Regions from separate parts of the Danio rerio genome. Here region 2 is linked to region 1. Evidence: chromatin contacts called from public Hi-C data. All regions are on one chromosome and are shown on one strand. Each heading gives the region's core, a stretch centred on a gene start, on an enhancer-like site or on the middle of the called end of the contact. The rest is flanking DNA. Distances are from core to core; before and after follow the strand shown.

Region 1 (3,513 bases), core at 445-2,944:
TTAATTTGCACACAAAACATAAGTTTCTCCCCTCCAAATCATTCTTCTAAATTCAAATAAAATAGATATGTTCTTAAAAACAAATCACTTGCTTCACTGATGTCTATTTAAACTTTGCATACAAGTGTTAAGCAGTCCATATGATGAATTACAAAAATGCTGATAACAGAGCAAAAGGATCCAATCTGTCATTGAAATTGCAGAAAAATCAAAGGCAAATCAAAATTAAGCTCTGCAGCACCATCAGGGAGGACCTTTTAATAGGGCCATTGTTAAATGCAAATTTCATCATCTCTCATGAATGGGAAAGACCACCTGTTAACAATCTGACAGAGAAACCGAACGTGCGAATTGTTCACTATACAATTTGAATAGTAAAGAAAAACAATTTGCATTGTTTCTGGGAGCCAGGGCATAAAAAGCACTCAATTTGAGAAACCATTTTGGAAAAATAATTAATTATTTTAAAAACTGGAAAAAAGTGCTCAAATGCAAAGATTAAGAAAAAAACTTACTTTTTAAAAAACTAAATCTGTCAGAAATAGTTTCAAACCATGCGTTTTAAAGTTACACAATTGGACGGATGATTTTAACCAGTGCATGTGCATCTGCTCACCGCAAGAGGGCGTCTGATCAATGCACATAAATATAACATGTTTCTTTGCTGATACCTTTACAGCGTTGTTCTGATTGTGCTTTAATTCCATGCAATATTCTAACGCAACTGAACTGATTTTAAATCAACCAGACCTGACACACAACCAACCCCCAACTCGCAGTGCATAACACGCAAAATAACCTCAACCAGTACATTATTTACATTAAGAACAGTCAAAATTCACTACGTCCAGTATAAAAAGTCGCGCAGTTTACATTTACACCCCCCCGTTGCACACAACTTCATCTCCATCCCCCCATCCACATCTCCATATGCGACCAAAAGAAACTGTGGGGGATTTATTGCTTTGTGGTCAAGCTTGTTCGCGACTCACATTTCATGCCGACCTGTTGAGCACCTTTGTTTAACAGTGGTCAGTGATACCAGTACGCCACATCAAATATTAACACATGTGCTTAGTTAGTCTGGAATATAACTTACGTGTACATTCATCAGCCAGTCAAACAAGCCTAAAACGTGCATTAAGAATTTGGTTCACGTTTATGATTTGGAAAAACTATATTTGATCGAATAGATATGCATATATAACTACAATGATGATATTAATACCCAAAAAACAAATATAAAAACAAGTCTTCGATGCAAACGCCGATAAATATTTCGTAAACATTAGATTAGCTGAACAACCAACCAACACACAAACAAACAACCCCCAAAAATAAAACATACTACATTTTATATTTAAATTGACTCAATAAAAATGCGTTAAAGTAGTTAAAGTTGTTCAGTAAATTAATTTAATGTACGTACAAAACTTCTCGAATTCACAAAAAGCGCCTCATTTTAAGAGTCGCGAACCCATTCATGCCCAATTACATAATTCAGATGTAAAAGGGAGCACGCGAGATTCCTAGATCACTCCAAGGTAGAAACATAAACAAAGTTTACATTAGTTTTAATCGCTCCAAACTCACCATTTTCTGTCGAAGCGGGGTCGTCCGAATTGATATGCTGTGGTTTGGACTGCTTGCGCCGCGACATGGTAACCTACAACCATCAGGGGCGAATAGTAAGACTATTTAGTCCCTCTCCTTTAGAAATTCTCCAGGTTGGGGGAAATTAGCCCCTCGAGTAGAAATGCGCATGTCAAAGTAATTATTATTATCAATAATGCATTGCGATTTATCATGCTCTTCTGACAGCTGATTGGCTCCGGTCCAAAGTGCTCGCGCATTATTCAAATGAGGCTTCATTGATGAGAAATGCAGAGTCGAGGGAAAGGGGGAGGAGATGTGGAAGAGCGAGAGAAAGAGGGAGGGATGAGTGAGAGAGAAAGAGAGAGAGAGAGGATGTAAGTGCGCAGGCGAGTGAAAAATTATTTTAGAATTGTTTTATCAACACAGCTGTTATGTGGATGGGAAATAGTCTCAATTATTTATTAATATTGTATTTTTTAATATTTGAAGTGTCTCGTTTTATGAATTGGAACACTATTATATTGGTTTGGCTTGTAGTTTTTAAGCTGATTCAGTTTTTGTTGTATTTAGGCATGCTGATATAAACTATGATGTTATTTTACGATTGATAGTCGATCACTAATCAATCAAATATTACATTGTGCACCAATAAATGCTAAACATGCTCAGTTATTTCAACTAAATTTTGAGGAAAAATGGACAAAATCAACCGCTGGGTTTTTTAAAATTAAACTTATATATGACTAAATATAACCCAACATTTGGTTTTGTCCATATTTTACCCAATTTCGATTGAAATAACTCAGAATTGCTACTTGTAATGTAGCTACAAAACTACGCCCTAGGTTTTTAAAATTCAATTTATATGACTAAATATAACCAAACATTTGGCTTTGTCTATATTTGATCCAATTTTGGTCGAAATAACCCACTATTGTTTGTTGTAATGTAGCTATAAAAAGATATATACGCTATATTTAAATCATTTTAGTTTGTAATTATTCTATGGTGATGTTTGTGGTTCGGTTTTTATTGCAAAATAAAAGTATACACTATTTTACGCTTAATACTGGAGTTATATTGAATTAAACAAGCATTTATAGTATAAATAAAGCCAAATATATCTGATAAATCCAAATCTGATGATATATTTCACTTATATTTATTAGATCATGCAATGTCTGCCTCAGTTTGCATTTATTAGCCTATGGTGATGTTTCTGATTCAGTTTTTACTGCAAAATAAAACACTATTTTAGGTTTAATATTGAAGTTATACTGAATCAAACAAGCATTTATAGTGTAAATAAAGCCAAATATAACAGAAAAATCCAAATCTGATTATATATTTAGCATATATGTATTAGATCACGCCATTTCTGCCTCAGTTTTCATTTATTATGATGTTTCTGATTCACTTTTTATTACAAAATGAAAAATTGTACATTATTATACGCACGATAATGAAGTTATATTAAATCAAACAAGCATTTACAGTATAAATAAAGCCAAATATATCCAGAAAATCTAAATCTGATCATATATTTAGCTTATAGGTAGTAGATCACGCCATTTCTGCCTCAGTTTGTATTTATTAGCCTATATATGGTGATGTTTCTGATTCAGTTTTTACCACTAAATTAAATTATACAGTATTTTATGCTTGATATTGAAGTTATACTGAATAAAACAAGCATTTATAGTGTAAATAAAGCCAAATATATCAGAAAAATCCAAATCTGATTATATATTTAGCATATATTTATTAGATCACCCCATTTCTGCCTCAGTTTGCATTTATTGTGATGTTTCTGATTCAGTTTTTTTAAAATTATACATTATTTTATGCTTGATATTGAAGTTATACTGAATAAAAACAAGCATTTACAGTGTAAATAAAGCCAAATATATCTGATAA
Region 2 (3,472 bases), core at 69-2,568, 67 kb before region 1:
CAAAAAAACATAGATTTTCAACATTCAACACTATTTTCAACATTGATCATAATGATGAATATTTATTAAGCATCAATTCATTCATTAATTATGATTTCCTAAGGATCATATGACAAGGGTGTAATGATGCTGAAAATTCATCAATGAATCACAGAAATAAATTACATTATTAATTACCGATGCTGTAAATCATATTTATAAGACTAGAGGATGTGCAAATAAATTATGATGGAAACATTATATATATATATATATATATATATATATATATATATATATATATATATATATATATATATATATATATAAAAACATATATATATATATATATAAACAAGATATTCATACTGCATTGTGTTTCAAATGTTTCAATAATTACTATTATTATTATTATTATTATTATTATTATTATTATTTTATTGATAATTATTTAATAATTTTCTTTTTTATTATTGACATTATTTTTATAATTGGTAATTGACATGTCTTTTATTATTGACATTATTATTATTATTATTGAAAATTGACATGTCTTATTTATTTTAGAAAATATTATTATTATTGTTGTTGTTGTTGTATTATTGATAATAATAATTAATAAAATAATAATATTTTATTATTAATAATTATAATAACAATTATTATTATTGATAACATGTCTTTTCAAATAATTTATAGTACTATTATTACTATTATTTTATTATTGACTATTATTATTATTTATAATTAGAGTGTCTTTATTATTGATAAAATTATTATTATTATTTAATTTTGATAATTAACATGTCTTTTTATTATTTATATTATTACTATTATTAATTGACATGTGTTATTAATTATTGATAATATTATTATTGTTACAACTATTATTTGATTATTATTATTATTATTGATGATGACAATTTAAATGTTTTTTTATTATTGATAATTTCATGATTATTATTATAATTTTATTAATGATCATTAAAAAATCCCATATTCTGATAATTTTGTACACAAGGAAAGCAAATGTCGATTTATTCATCTGCAAATTATTATTGTGATGATCCAACTTTTCATACATTAAATTCATAATAATAGACTTTATATACATACAGTATGTAACCAAACGAAACAGGAAACGTTCGCAGGTAACCAGGACATGTTATTTTCCCAAGCATTACTGGAGATTAATTTCGCTCTTCCTCGATTGTCCTTGAAGGTGTTTTAAAAGGATTCTGCCGAGGAAAGCAGGTTGAGCTGCTGGGTTTCCTGAGTCGCTGATACAGGCTTCAGTCCAGGCCAACAACAATAGCAGAGCGTTTTGTGTGGGGAGAGTTAGTCATCAAGCTCAGGGCAGGGTCACAGCTTTCTCAGATAACAAACATAGTCCAGTCAGATCAGTTCTGGCCTGATCTTCAATTATCACATTGTTTAAAAGGGTAGAGAGAAAACTGGATGTTTTCTAAAAACTGCAAAACTCAAGACACAGAGGTGTTTTCTTAGGTTATTAAATGACAAAAACCCCACCTTTATTTCATGATATTTGATGATACCCTTTTTTTGTAATTGTTAATTTGTATGAAACATGCCCTTCCAGCCGCAACCCATCTCTGGGAAACATCCACCCACACGCACACACACACACACTCATACACTACGGATAATTTAGCCTACCCAATTCACCTGTACCGCATGTCTTTGGACTGTAGGGGAAACCGGAGCACCCGGAGGAAACCCACGCGAATGCAGGGAGAACATGCAAACTCCACACAGAAACTTCGACTGAGCCGAGGTTCGAACAAGCGACCCAGTGACCTTCTTGCTGTGAGGCGACAGCCGCGTCGCCCATTACAAAACAATCTTTATAAAAATTCCAAATAGTACAATTTCTTGTGCCTGAATACTTTAAACTGTAAATTCTTACACATCCATTGACCTTAAAAACACATGCAAATAATAAACTTTTACTTCATTATGGTTAAACTCTACAGTTAAATGTGATCCTAACATATGAACTCAACATTGAAAATCCTGTGAAGTGACTTTTGCAAACGCACACATTGTGATAAAGATGCTGAAACGATATATATATATATATAAACGATATTGTGCAGCCCTACAAAAATTAATACCTTTGTAAAATAACATTCAAGGCTTTTAATGCTTTTTAAGACCCCGCAGACAATCTTTTTATTACCCGCATGTTGCTATGTTGCAGTACTCACTCTCACTATGATGCCCATGCGTTTGCTCTCATAGGTGAAGGGGAAGATTTGCAGGATGGTGAAGTTGAGGATTTGTCCACTAGGTGTCCTCAGCTGCATAGAGGACTGGTCTCTGCCCACCAGCGTCAGCCCAACACTCTCCGTCCACTGAACGAGAGACACCTACAACCACATTCAGAAGGAGAAATCACAACATATGAAACCATCAAGCCATAAACAAAGCAGGAGCACAGTCAGCATCAGTCAGTCTTGACAGCTCAGAGAATCATCAAGATGATCTGCTTTAAAGCTGACCTTCTATGCAAAAATCGCTATTTTAGGTGGTTTTGGGGCAACAGTGTGTAAATATAACTAGCTTCTAATTAATTACAAAACAGAAGCAGTTTCTATCAGTCGGAATTCACAGATCATAGAATCATCTTAAGATATTCTGCATTAAAGTGGACTTACTATACAAAAATCACTATTGTAAGTAGATTAAACAGTTTTGGGGCAACAGTGTTTAAATATATCCAGCTTCTAATGGTAAAAATTAATTAGATACAAACTAGAAGCAGTATCAATATTCAACATTACTTTAACAAGCATGGCAAATATTACCTCATCCCTTATTCTTCTGCAATACTGTAGTTTTTTCTGCAAAGTTGCTTAGTCTTTTGTGTTTTATAGCTCGTGTTTTATGATTAGGGCTGCACAATAGCTTGTAAAATTTTCATTATATATACAGTTAAAGTCAAAGTTATTTTTTTCTTTTTCAAATATTTCCCAAATGATGTTGACAATATTTCCAATAATTTTTTTTCTTCTGGAGAAAGTCTTATTTGTTTTGTTTCGGCTAGCAAAAAAAGCTGTTTTTAATTAATTTAAAACCACTTTAAGGTTAATATCATTAGCCACCCTAAGCATCATTTTTTCCCCGAATTTCTACAGAACAAACCACTGTTATACAATGAAACTTGCCTAATTAACCTAGTAACGCCTTTAAATGTCACTTTAAGCTGAATACTAGAATCTTGAAAAGTAGTCTAGTAAAACATTATGAGCTGTCATCATGGCAGAGATCAAAGAAATCAGTTATTAGAAATGAGTTATTAAAACTATTATGTTTAGAAATGTGTTAGAAAAACTTCTTTCTGTTAAACAGAAATTGGGAAAATAAATATAGAGGGGGCTAAAAATTCAGGACGGCTAATAATTATGTACAGTACTGTACTGTATATAAACTAGTCAGCCTTTGAAGTGGTTACCACCTCATCAAAGTTGTT

Evidence for each region. A called contact is a pair of places that touch in the nucleus more often than the background predicts.
Region 2: a Hi-C map of an unstated tissue shows a contact between it and region 1, with 3 times the contacts expected there. The contact joins the enhancer-like site here to the promoter of sall4 in region 1. A contact is called at or near these places in 2 of 18 Hi-C or Micro-C datasets (embryo and an unstated tissue).

What each region holds. Positions count from the first base shown.
Region 1 is chr23:42,227,350-42,230,862 of GRCz12tu, reverse strand. It overlaps sall4 (spalt-like transcription factor 4), which reads right to left and starts at 1,694. Exons shown (of 4, transcript NM_001080609.1): 1 at 1,594-1,694. The coding sequence starts at 1,660.
Region 2 is chr23:42,293,642-42,297,113 of GRCz12tu, reverse strand. It overlaps atp9a (ATPase phospholipid transporting 9A), which reads right to left. Exons shown (of 28, transcript XM_073939324.1): 15 at 2,208-2,369. Among named protein-coding and RNA genes, the nearest start is that of atp9a, 55 kb to the right of the region's middle. Within about 2 kb of position 1,318, at least 11 of the 62 cell types and tissues checked have an H3K27ac peak or open chromatin away from gene starts, as enhancers often do.